3 separate regions of the Mus musculus genome follow, and regions 2 and 3 are each linked to region 1. A link is a contact called in public HiChIP or PLAC-seq data. All regions are on one chromosome and are shown on one strand. The core of a region is the stretch at or near the end of the contact, and the rest is flanking DNA. Distances in the headings are between cores, read along the strand shown. Region 1 holds the start of Snx14 (sorting nexin 14). Region 2 has its middle 18 kb from the start of Gm28231. Region 3 has its middle 15 kb from the start of Gm28231.

The links. HiChIP or PLAC-seq counts read pairs in DNA pulled down with a chosen protein or histone mark.
Region 2: an H3K4me3 HiChIP or PLAC-seq map of the SCID.adh cell line shows a contact between it and region 1, with 25 read pairs. The contact joins the enhancer-like site here to the promoter of Snx14 in region 1. A contact is called at or near these places in 18 of 39 promoter capture datasets (the 3T3-L1 cell line, 3T3-L1-derived adipocytes, the C10 cell line and 11 more), 2 of 15 datasets of contacts at CTCF or cohesin (embryonic stem cells and stem cell-derived epiblast-like cells), 37 of 484 Hi-C or Micro-C datasets (the C10 cell line, CD4 T cells, CD8 T cells and 18 more), 32 of 115 datasets of contacts at active chromatin or transcription factors (the 230-238 cell line, DN3 thymocytes, the HPC-7 cell line and 14 more) and 2 of 9 other capture datasets (embryonic stem cells and macrophages).
Region 3: an H3K4me3 HiChIP or PLAC-seq map of bone marrow-derived macrophages shows a contact between it and region 1, with 2.5 times the contacts expected there. The contact joins the enhancer-like site here to the promoter of Snx14 in region 1. A contact is called at or near these places in 5 of 39 promoter capture datasets (the C10 cell line, the HPC-7 cell line, hematopoietic stem and progenitor cells and 2 more), 1 of 484 Hi-C or Micro-C datasets (granulocyte-monocyte progenitors), 5 of 115 datasets of contacts at active chromatin or transcription factors (the 230-238 cell line, CD8 T cells, bone marrow-derived macrophages and 2 more) and 2 of 9 other capture datasets (adipose tissue and pancreatic islet).

What each region holds. Positions count from the first base shown.
Region 1 is chr9:88,437,407-88,440,906 of GRCm38.p6, forward strand. Snx14 (sorting nexin 14) reads right to left here and starts at 1,523. Exons shown (of 29, transcript NM_001359958.2): 1 at 1,262-1,523. The coding sequence starts at 1,401.
Region 2 is chr9:88,240,029-88,243,528 of GRCm38.p6, forward strand. No RefSeq gene overlaps it. Among named protein-coding and RNA genes, the nearest start is that of Gm28231, 18 kb to the right of the region's middle. Within about 2 kb of position 1,728, at least 64 of the 459 cell types and tissues checked have an H3K27ac peak or open chromatin away from gene starts, as enhancers often do. A contact at or near this core is called in CD8 T cells, the G1E-ER4 cell line, the SCID.adh cell line and 8 more, where this site is marked.
Region 3 is chr9:88,272,959-88,276,458 of GRCm38.p6, forward strand. No RefSeq gene overlaps it. Among named protein-coding and RNA genes, the nearest start is that of Gm28231, 15 kb to the left of the region's middle. Within about 2 kb of position 1,958, at least 131 of the 459 cell types and tissues checked have an H3K27ac peak or open chromatin away from gene starts, as enhancers often do. A contact at or near this core is called in CD8 T cells, bone marrow-derived macrophages, granulocyte-monocyte progenitors and 3 more, where this site is marked.

The DNA.
Region 1 (3,500 bases), core at 273-2,772:
GCTCACAAATATGACCATTCAGAGATAAAAATGTATGTGTATTTTCTCCCTTCTTTGCATAATACCAATTCATAGTACAGATCACATATCACATTACATTCTATGACTTCCTACTTTGGTGACCTCAGAATTGCTAGTTCAATCTGTCCCCAACACATGGCTGATGCACCTTAGAGAAGAATTATACTTTAGTCAGTTTCCATCGAAGAAAGTTGAGGACAAAACTCACATCCTATAGTTTACATTTTGCTCGGCTTTGCTAGTCCAGCTTGAAACACCTTTCAGAGGACAGAACTGTATTAAGTAACTAGTAATGTCTGCTGTTAAAGGAACTCACTTCTCCCACAGCCCTACAATCAAGCACCTCATCATCACAAGCCGGGCACTTTTTCTGTAAGACAGTAATTCATAGTAATTACTATCTGTTAATCTATCGCTTAAGCCCCAATTCTACAAAGCCACCAAGATGGCAGAAACGAGAGAGAGAGAGAGAGAGAGAGAGAGAGAGCGAGAAATGAAGGAAAACAACAAAACTGTTGTCAGAATCACAGGAAATAGCCTTAGTGAAACTACTAAGTCAAATCTCTTGTGTATGTTTCTCACTGTTATTCTTGCAAATGAATTACTTCAAAATAAAAGGCGACTGCTTGTTCAAAACAGAGAAAAGAATGTGACGATGTTTTTAAGTACACATCTTTTCTACTATCACTGCACCCATACTACTTCTGGAAATATAAAACACAACAAGCTTCAGGGGCGGAGACTTCTGACCTCAAAATGTCAATTTAACTACAGATCTTGAAAAAAAAGAAAAACCAGAATATTGTAGAGTTGCGATGGGTACTACACTGCTTTCTGACTTTGGGTCAAAAACCAGTATTTTAAAGAGACGAAATTGTGGTTGCAAAGGTGTGTGCCGGTGTGAGGGCGTACTGTTGCGAGAGAAGGCTTCCCCAAGAGGAGAGGCTGCGACAGAACCTTGAAGCCACCTCCCTCCGATCACCTTTACTGAACTGAGGTGGCATTACAGATTGTAATTGTAAAACAGACGATAAAGGCTCGTCATTGAGAAATGGTCAAAAAGGAGAGGTTGAGAGCCAGGTAACCACGAAGGCTGCGTGGTCCCGGGCCCGCACCCGTCCGCATATCCGGGAGCAACCTGGGCCGCCCTTCCCGAGACCGCGGTGCAGAGTGCGCTCCTGCCCGCCGCCCAGCAGCCTGCGGGCTCTCGAGCGGCCGCCGCGGGGCCAACAGCAGGTACCTGTTGAGGAGCAGCGAGGCGACGCTGAGGCAGAGCAGCAGAAAGCAGAACAGCGGATACTGACGGCAAATCTCGCGCCCCACGTCCAGCCGCAGCCGCTGCTTCAGCCTCCCGCAGATCGTCCGCACCCAAGACCCCATCTCAGTCCACGCAGGGGAGGACGTGCCGCCCTCAGAGGCAGAGGCGGAGGGCACCCCCAAACCCCGGCGGCGGAGCCACATTGCCACCCACCACCCAGCTTCACAGCTAGACTCAGCCGCACAAGGCCCCGCCCCGCAACCCTCGCCGCGCGTGCGCAACCAACGCCCCAACCACACGCAAGGCCGCCCCAAGGCCGCCGCCACCATCCCGCGGGAGGACTGGGGAGCGCTCGGACTGACGTTCTGGCGCGGCCACCCACTTTCCTTATCCGGAAGTCCAGGGAAACCTAGAATGCAGACTGGCAGAAGAGTGTGGGAAAGCTAATTGCACAGCAGCCGCGTGCGGCTCCTGGAGCCCTCTGGGAAATGTAGTCCATACAGCGGACCCTGCCGCCTCAACCTCTCGGATTCTCGTTGCCACACCTAAGGGAGAGGAGGAAAGGACGCCTTCAAGTCCGCTTTTTAAAAGGGGATCAAGCTGGGGCGTATGACAACCTACCCGCCCGCCACCCACCCGCAATCCACCTCCGAAAGAAAGTCATGTTAGCCACGTAACCAACAACGAGGGAGTCACCTCACCCCGCGATCTTAACCATAACCCAGCGTGTGACGACAGCAGGCTTGGAATCTGGATAGTCCCTTTTAGAATTTCATTCAGCATTTTGTAGGAGCTAAAACTCAGGCATGTAAAGCGTTTGAATTTACCCTACAAACATTACCCTTAGAGCGTAAGCTATTCTAGTTTCAACTACAGCATAATCACATCGCTGAGACAAGCAAGATCCTGCTCGGGATCGCTTCTTAGCGAAAACAGAATTTCATGCTATTCTGACACTGGCAGTTTCCATCAAGCCACCTCTCTCCCCTAGACAGGGAAACAGAACTCCTTGTTTTCTCAAGTGTATGTGCAGCTTCATTAATATTTTCAATATTCTGAAAAGGTGGGTGATCCTTAGTGGCTCATTTCCTTTACAGGATGTACCATCCTTTCTTCCCATTACAGCTGTTAGAAATTCAGGTCTTTGTCCTTAAATTTACATGTATTCCTAATTTCTTCAGAACCAACTTTAATACAACGTGTACCAAAGAACATTAAATACACACTAGCAGTATCTTTAGATGACAGTAACATTTCCACTCATGAAGTGTGCATCTGTCACCAAATTCTTTATATATATATATTCTTTATATACTCATGTGAAGTTTCAAGGTACACACTTAACATTCACTTTTGTAATTTTACACTGTTAACTCCACAAAGAGCACGGTAAATCCCAACAGGGATCAGTAGTCTGGACACAGCAAATACACACTCTCAAACAAATCACAGGACCAAAGGGCTGTAACCCAGTAATAATGTTTACCAAACGTGTAGGGTTTGATACCGAGATTTGCAAAATAGCCTTCCCTTACTGAAATAGACTGGGGCTAATAATGAAATAGAAACCGTTTGGATTAAGTGTATGTTAATCTTCATGCACCGTAAAATGCCTAGTGTGAATCTAAGTGATTTAAACTGGTTAGTCATTTGTCTTGCATTTTGTATTGCTTTGCTTCTAAGTTTCTGAACTTGTTAACCAAGATAGTGTACCTTTAATAGATTGTTTTTCATTTCTGCTCAAATTAGACACCTTTGAAACATTTGTCTAATTCCTTTGCAGAACTTAAAATGAACTAGGCAATTTGTCTATATTGGTTTTAGAGTGAATTTCTTCCCTAACAGGATTTTTGGTTGTAATGAGGACTTAACTGTCTCATAAATTGTTATCAGTGCACAACTTAACTAAATATCTTTCCACAAGACCCCACTGCTATGACTTCACCCATGAAAATTAACTTCTAAATGTTTCTTCACTCTTAAAGTTTACTATCCACTTTACACTTATGAAGTTTTCTAACTTATATTAAGCTCCCTAGAACAGCTATGACATTTCCTCAATCGATCCTGTTTATGAAATTCTGCCAGGCAATGATGGTACACGCCTTTGATCCCATCAATGGAGGGCAGGAGCAGGTGTGGATCTCCGAGTTTGTCTTCAGAATGAATTCTAGAACAATCAGGGCTACACGAGAAAGGGGAAAAGAAAACGCTGTCTTGC
Region 2 (3,500 bases), core at 478-2,977, 200 kb before region 1:
TAATGATACTGCAAGTTATGCTTGCAGACAGGAGCCTAGCATAACGGACCTCTGAGAGGCTCCACAGAGCAGCCAATGGAAACAAATGCAGAGACTCACACCCAAACATTAGATGGAGCTCAGGGAGTCCTGTGGAAGAGTTCAAGAAGGACCAAGAGACTGGAAGAGGACAGGAACCCCACAGGAAGACCAACACAGTCACTAACCTGTATCCTTGGAAGTTTCCAGAGTCTGAATCACCAACCAATGAGCAGGCACAGGCTGGACCGAGGACCTCTGCAGATATGTAGCAGATGAGCAGCTTGGTCTTCATGTGGGTCCCCCAACAACTGGAGTAAGGGCTGTCTGTTGCCTGCCTGTCTGTGGATCCCATTTCCCTAAATGGACTGCTTTGCCTGGCTTCAGTGGGAGAGGATGCCCCTAGTCCCACAGGACTTGATTGCTGGAGTGGGGGAAGGGGGGTCGTGTATCTATCGTGGGAAGCTAACACCAAGAAGGAGGCTCCACCTTGCAAAGGAGAAAGAGGGTGGAATCCGGGAGGAGGATCTGCATGAGAGGGAGGAGGGGGAGCTGATATTGGGATGTAAAGTGAATGAATATACAAATTAATAAATTTAAATTTTGAAAAGGAAAGAAAAAGAAAGCCATGCAGTTGGCTAATCGCTAAAGAAGAGTCTTTCTGCTCCTCTCCTCAGTACAGTGACTGTCCCAGTCTCACTCTGGGCTCCCAGTATCAGACTCTGCCCTCCACTAAGGAGAGCTAGCTCTCAGTATATCCTCCTGAAGGGGTCACTCCTCCACCCCCACAGTCCCTGACACTAAGCCCAGGTTTTCTTTGTCTCGCTCTCCCAGATGAGGCAGCTAGGGTCATTTGCACAGCACCTACTCCAGCCAATCAACATTCCAACAAGAGGAGAGCTGTGCTCTTAGCTAAGAACGGCTAAGAATAGACCTTAGCTAAGGTACTGCTCGAAATTGATGGCTGCTGGGTAAAGAGGGAAATTTTTCTTCAAGGGTGTGGGCTGTGGTGGATGGCCCCACACTCATGCATGTGTACAACAGCACTCACTGAGTCGAAGGAGAAGGGGGAAAGAGAAGAAAGAAGGAGAACAAGGAGGAGGAGAAAGAGGAGGAGAAGCTGGTGAACTGGATAATGTCACTTGCCACAAAAACCTAGAGATTTGCATGCAATCCCCAGCCCCATTGAAATGTGAAGGAGCGAATTAACTCCATAAAGTTGTCTTATGTTTTCCACAGGGGCCGGAGGGACGGGAGGGGGGGTTGTAAGGAGGGGAGACAGGGGTACTGGGCAAGGCTGGGGGTGGAGGGGGGCACTGTGGGTCTGGGTCCACACTCTCATCACATACACTAGCGATAAATATCTCTAAAGAAGAAGATGTGAAGGTGAAAGGGTGTGTTGGGGGTCAGGGAGAGTCGGAGGCAGGGATCTGAGGTGGATATGATCACGATACTGAATACATTTATGAACTCGTCAAAAAATTAAATTTAAAATCTTCTAAAATATCAGGGCCAGCAAGATAGCTCAGCAGGTAAAGACATAGCCACTAAGTCTGACAACCTGAGAACAAGCCCGACGACCTACAATACAGGAGACAAACAACTTCCTAAAGTTGTCCTCGGAAATCCACACATGCGCTGTAGCACTCCCATGTGCCAATGCGTGCACCGGACAGAGGAAGGTCTGCCCTGGGCTAAATTCAGCTCACCGTGCAAATACACCAAGAAACCAGCAGAGGGGGATAATGTCTAGTAAAAAGAGTAAGAGTTACCTGTCGACTGCTTCGTATTGAGGCACCACTGGGGTAACCTTCCTAAGCTAGAAGGAAAACTCAGAGAACACAAGCCTGGACACGTGTTTCCTGATTTTGTGGCGGGAGATTTCAAGGCTGCTTAATGTCTGCCCTCTGGACTGGACTATGGCAGTCTCTTAGCAGTCCTGCTGTATTCATGAATCTTTGGGATAGTTTTAAGCCCTCATCTTGGGCACTTCAGTTGTGATCAAAATATTACTAAGGCTTGAGAAAAGCAAGCGAAAAACAGTTTACAACTGATAAAATTATTTTTAATAAATTATTTATCAGTTTGATCACATGGTTGCCAGTTCATTCATATGTGTGTGTGTGAATATAGTATATATTCATACATAAATACATACATACATACATATATGTGTGTGTGTGTGTATATATATGTATATATATAAAATGTAACTTGTACTCAAACATTTAAGCTACAAAAACCAGTCATTTCCAAAAGTGACAGAAGAAAATGAACTTTTATCCAATTTTTAAAAATTTTTTTTAAAAAGAGGAAGACAGGAAATAGACAGGAATACCTTGTCTAGTTGTCCCTCTCCTTTTCCTCACCAGACCTGCTCATCAAAGGAGAATGGAAGAGGCTGTCACTCCCTTCCTCACCAACACATCCTGCCCTGTTGAGATTTGGTTTCCTCTCAGAATTACGCCTGTCAAATGAAACTAATCATGTGAATATGTGCCATCATGAGCTACTGATGAAGCACACCCTAAGCTAAGGAGCAAATCAATCGATTAATTGTGACTTCAAAGATGAAAAGTGACTGTCGAATAGTGGAGTTGGGCAAAATGTGCCAAAGAGATCACCCTCGGGCACACACCCAAACTAGCCCTGGGAATGTTCAAAGAACGGTAAATTCTTTCACAGTCTCGAAAGTGTCTCAAGTACTGTTGGCGAAGACTGAGTCATTGCTCTCTGAACACAAAGTAAGTTCCTAGGAGCCTCTGCTCCTGGTGCTGCCATTAACAGGCCAACCAGAGCCTTCCGGTTGGAAGTGTTGGTTGCTGCAGTGTGGAAACACCTTATTTAATCTATAGCAATGATCCATAGACATCAAGCTCATCCGATGCCATCAAGGTCGTGCCTGAAGCTGGATGAATACACATTTTCTTGGTAAGACACATCATGAGTTTCTTCTAAGTCAAGCACTATACAGTATTTCAGAACGGTGCTTAGAGAGCATTTTGAACAGCAAAATCACCCTTTGAAAGCAGAAACTAAGCAGACCAGAGAGGGCCCTTCATTTATAGCAGGGGACTGAAAGGAGATGGAGTGTTTGTTTGGCCTCTGCTAGCAGCCTGTGTTGGGGGTAACTCAAGCTTTATCACTTAGTTTAAGCACATATTCATGGATAATTTTCAAAGTGCTGTGCATATTGACCTGTTAGGAACTGTAGGAATGAGCATTTTTGTACCAAAATTAAAGTTTGGGGTTATTGAGAACATTTCTGTTAATGTTTGCTCACCAAAATTGACTACCATCCCCTCAATAGGGCTACATTTCCATAACAAAAGGAGACAAGCCTGAATTACAACTAGTCATTAGGTCCTTTCCCACATTAAAGTATATGCCTCTAAGGGACACTTCCTGGGGCAGCGCTGGGTCACAGCCACCACGAAGTCATGGCCTGCCATTTCGTCCCCTGAGCTCTTATCAGGAAAAAC
Region 3 (3,500 bases), core at 708-3,207, 160 kb before region 1:
TACAAAGTTGGCATGCTTTCTAAGCAAAAGAAATGTCGTTCAAGCAATGTGCCAAGGGCCGAAGAAGCTTTTAGTAAGATAGGTAGATATATGGATGAATGGGTGGATGGATGAATGGATGGATGGATGGATGGATGGATGGATGGATGGATGGATGGGTGGGTGGGTGGGTGGGTGGATGGATGGATGGATGGATGGATGGATGGATGGATGGATGGATGGAAGGACGGATGGACAGATGGACAGATAGATAAAATAAAAAGAGTAAATTGACTTCAACAAGAAGGGAGACAGCTGGGGACTGGATTTCTATCCCTACAGCAAGTTTTCTTGGTGCATCATTAGACTCCAATGGCCAGCCTTGGAACAAGGCACAGAGATGTGACTTTGGTCTCTCAGAGTCTCTGTTCTCTGGGCAACACAACCCTTAGCTGGGTATGAATGAATCACATCCTCAGGAAATGACAGCTGTCTGTCTAGATCGGTCTCTGGAAAGTCTGAAGAAACAACGCTTGTCCGCAGGATTGATGCAATTCTAAACCACACAGTTACTCAAAGCCTTGCAGGAGGTGTGCCCAGTCACTGGCTCAGCCTGGGCAATGCTGAGTCTGTTCAGGAAACGGGTAAGCCAGCTTAGAGCAGAGCCCTTGCTTAGTGGGTTGACAGCTTGCTTCTTGATTTTTTGCTTCAACAAATTGATGTTGAGGAACCATTCTGAAGCAAGGCAGTAAAGCTCCAAGCTGGGAACCCAGCTTTAGGGGGGTAGCATACGTGATATCACACTTCTCTTTTTAAAATGTATTTATTTTATTTTTCATTTATTTGTAGGTATGTGTGTAGGTATGTGTGCATGTGCGTGCGTGTGGTGGTGATGGTGGTGGTGGTAGTGGTAGTGGTGGTGGTGGTGTGTGTGTGTTTTTGTATGTGAGGAGACAAGAAAAGGGAATTGGAGCTGGAGTTATAGGCAGCTGGGAGATTCCTTTCATGGAGTCCTGGGAACTGAAATCCCACCCCTAACCACAGAGCCATTTAAAATATTTTTTAAAACTTACATATCAAAGTTTATCCAGGGAGCACTTTGATTGTGTAGCAGGAAGACTGGAGGTTCAGAACACTAGTCTAGGGCTAACCTTGTTCTGAGAGAACAAGGTAGTGTTTTTATGCTCACATATGCCACATGGGTAGGAAACTGGGCATCACTGGGAGAGCTGAGTCAATCTGGCTGGCAAAGGTTCAGGAAATCTGGATGAGGCCTGTCTGCACTGTGCACATAAGTAACACTCTCAGGCATGGGCAGGGTTTTTGTTTATCTTCCAAGCTGGCATGAATCCTGTGGGGAGCCAAGTGGAGTCACAGTGTGGTCTGAAGCAGGTCACATTAACCAGTCACTCCCCTCAGCCCTTGGTTTGCAACAGGTCTAAATAAATAAATAAATAAATAAATAAATAAATAAATAAATAAATAAAAGTTTGGCAAAGAATTCCAGAAAGGGATCTCAGAAGACAACGTAAGGAAGGCTCACTGGGGCTTTCCAGTCAAGCTGAGAGACTCCCAGGTGTCAGCCTCAATCCAGCACAGAAAGCCCTCAGCAAGGCCAGGTAGAAACATTCATTTGTTTCTCTAAGCTAAAACAATACATCCTTCTAGGTCACAGTTCCAAAAACTGCAGACCAGACCATTTCCCGGGAGTCTGATACAAGCGTGCTGCTATAAATTAAAAGTAAACACAGTGGGTTTAGTGAGACACAAAGCTTACAGAGAAAAGTGGGAAGCCCTCATCAGTGTTAAGGGGAAAAGTATAAACACGGCTTTGACTCAAATCGAGAGAAAAGGTGGAATCAAAAGCCAAGTGGTTTGAAATCTGGAAACTTCCTTTCTAAGGAAAGGTTTGTCTTACTAAGTTAATGTTTTACACACTTGTGCAAAGTCCAGGGTATATGCTAGTCCACATGGACATGTCCAGAGCTCCTAAGATCCACATAGTTCTGCCTTTGGTGACAGCACCCAGCTACTGGGTACTAGCTGTCATGCTCTCCTTGAATCCACCCACTCTCAGGCCCCTTAGCTGCCTCTTCTCTTCTGTGAGAGCTTCCTTTGAGCGTCTTCAAGCTCTAGACAGAGGGAAGGACAGCACAGAGGGCATAAGAACATTTTACACTGACACAGCTACATAAAGTGAGGCTTGGCAAGTTTATATCCTCTATGTAATAACTTGCTCCAATGATGGTCATGAAAGCCTCAAAGTTTAAATACAAATATGTGCACATTCTTAAGAACATAAAATGTATACCTAAAGACCTTTGTACATATAAAATCTGTATACTTTATACTTTGAGACTAGACAGATTGCACAGAGGTTAAGAGCACATACTGCTCTTCCAGAGGACCAGTTCCCAGCAACCATGTTGGGTAGATCACAATTGCCTGCAAATAACTCCAGCTCCCAGAGGATCTGATGCCTCTGGCCTCTGAGGACACTAGTGCTCACCTACACATACATATACATAATTAATAAAAAATTAATCTTTAGGGGGCTGAAGAAATGCTTCAAAGGCTAAGTCCACTGGCTACTCTTCCAGAGAACTGAGGCTCTATCCCTAGTAATCAGCGCATAACTGTCTGTAACTCCAGTTCGAGGGTATCCAATGCTTTCTTTTGGCGTCCATGGGCACCAGGCATGCATGAGATACACAGACACACAAGTAGGCAAAACATCAGTGGTGGTTTTAATGATGATACCCCCCCACATTGGCTCATATATTTGATTAGTTGATCCCAGTTGGTGTAGCTGTTTGGGAAGGATTTGGAAATGTGGCTTTATTGAAGGAGGTATGTCAGTGGAGATGGACTTGAATGTCTTTAAAAGCCCACACCATTCAGTTATATCTCTGTGCCTCATGGTTCTGACTCAAGATGAGCATCCAGCTACTTCTCCAGCACTATGCCTATCTGCCTCCTACCATGCTCCCAGCGATGATGATCATGGACTCAAACCCTCTGAAACTATAAGCACCAAATAAACACTTCCCATTTTAAATTGCCTCAGTCATGGTGTTTTATCACAGCAACAGAAGACTAACTAAGATAGTACCCTTACACATAAACTAAAATAATCTTTAAAAACAACAACAACCTTATGAACACCAGAAATAGGAAGAAAATGCTAGGAGTAGATCAGCCGGAACAATGAGTGGTTCCAGCAAACACGTTAGCCATGGTCTCTTTGCTCTTGTGCTCTTCAGTTATAGCTGTGGCATGTTGAAGTGGAGGGGAACTGAAAATAACTGAGTATTTGACGATAACAACCTGTTATTTTTGGAACATGGTGATTGAGTTGAACACAATCAAAGTACAGTGGTGACCAATCTCCCTTTCTTCTAGGATGAGCAAACAGATGATTAAACAGTGATGTCAGTGTCCTTGACCACACTCAAATGAGCAGCTGTCTAGCTGCTGCCTCTGCTCAACTGATGCTGTGTTTTGATTGTAGTCAGAAGCAT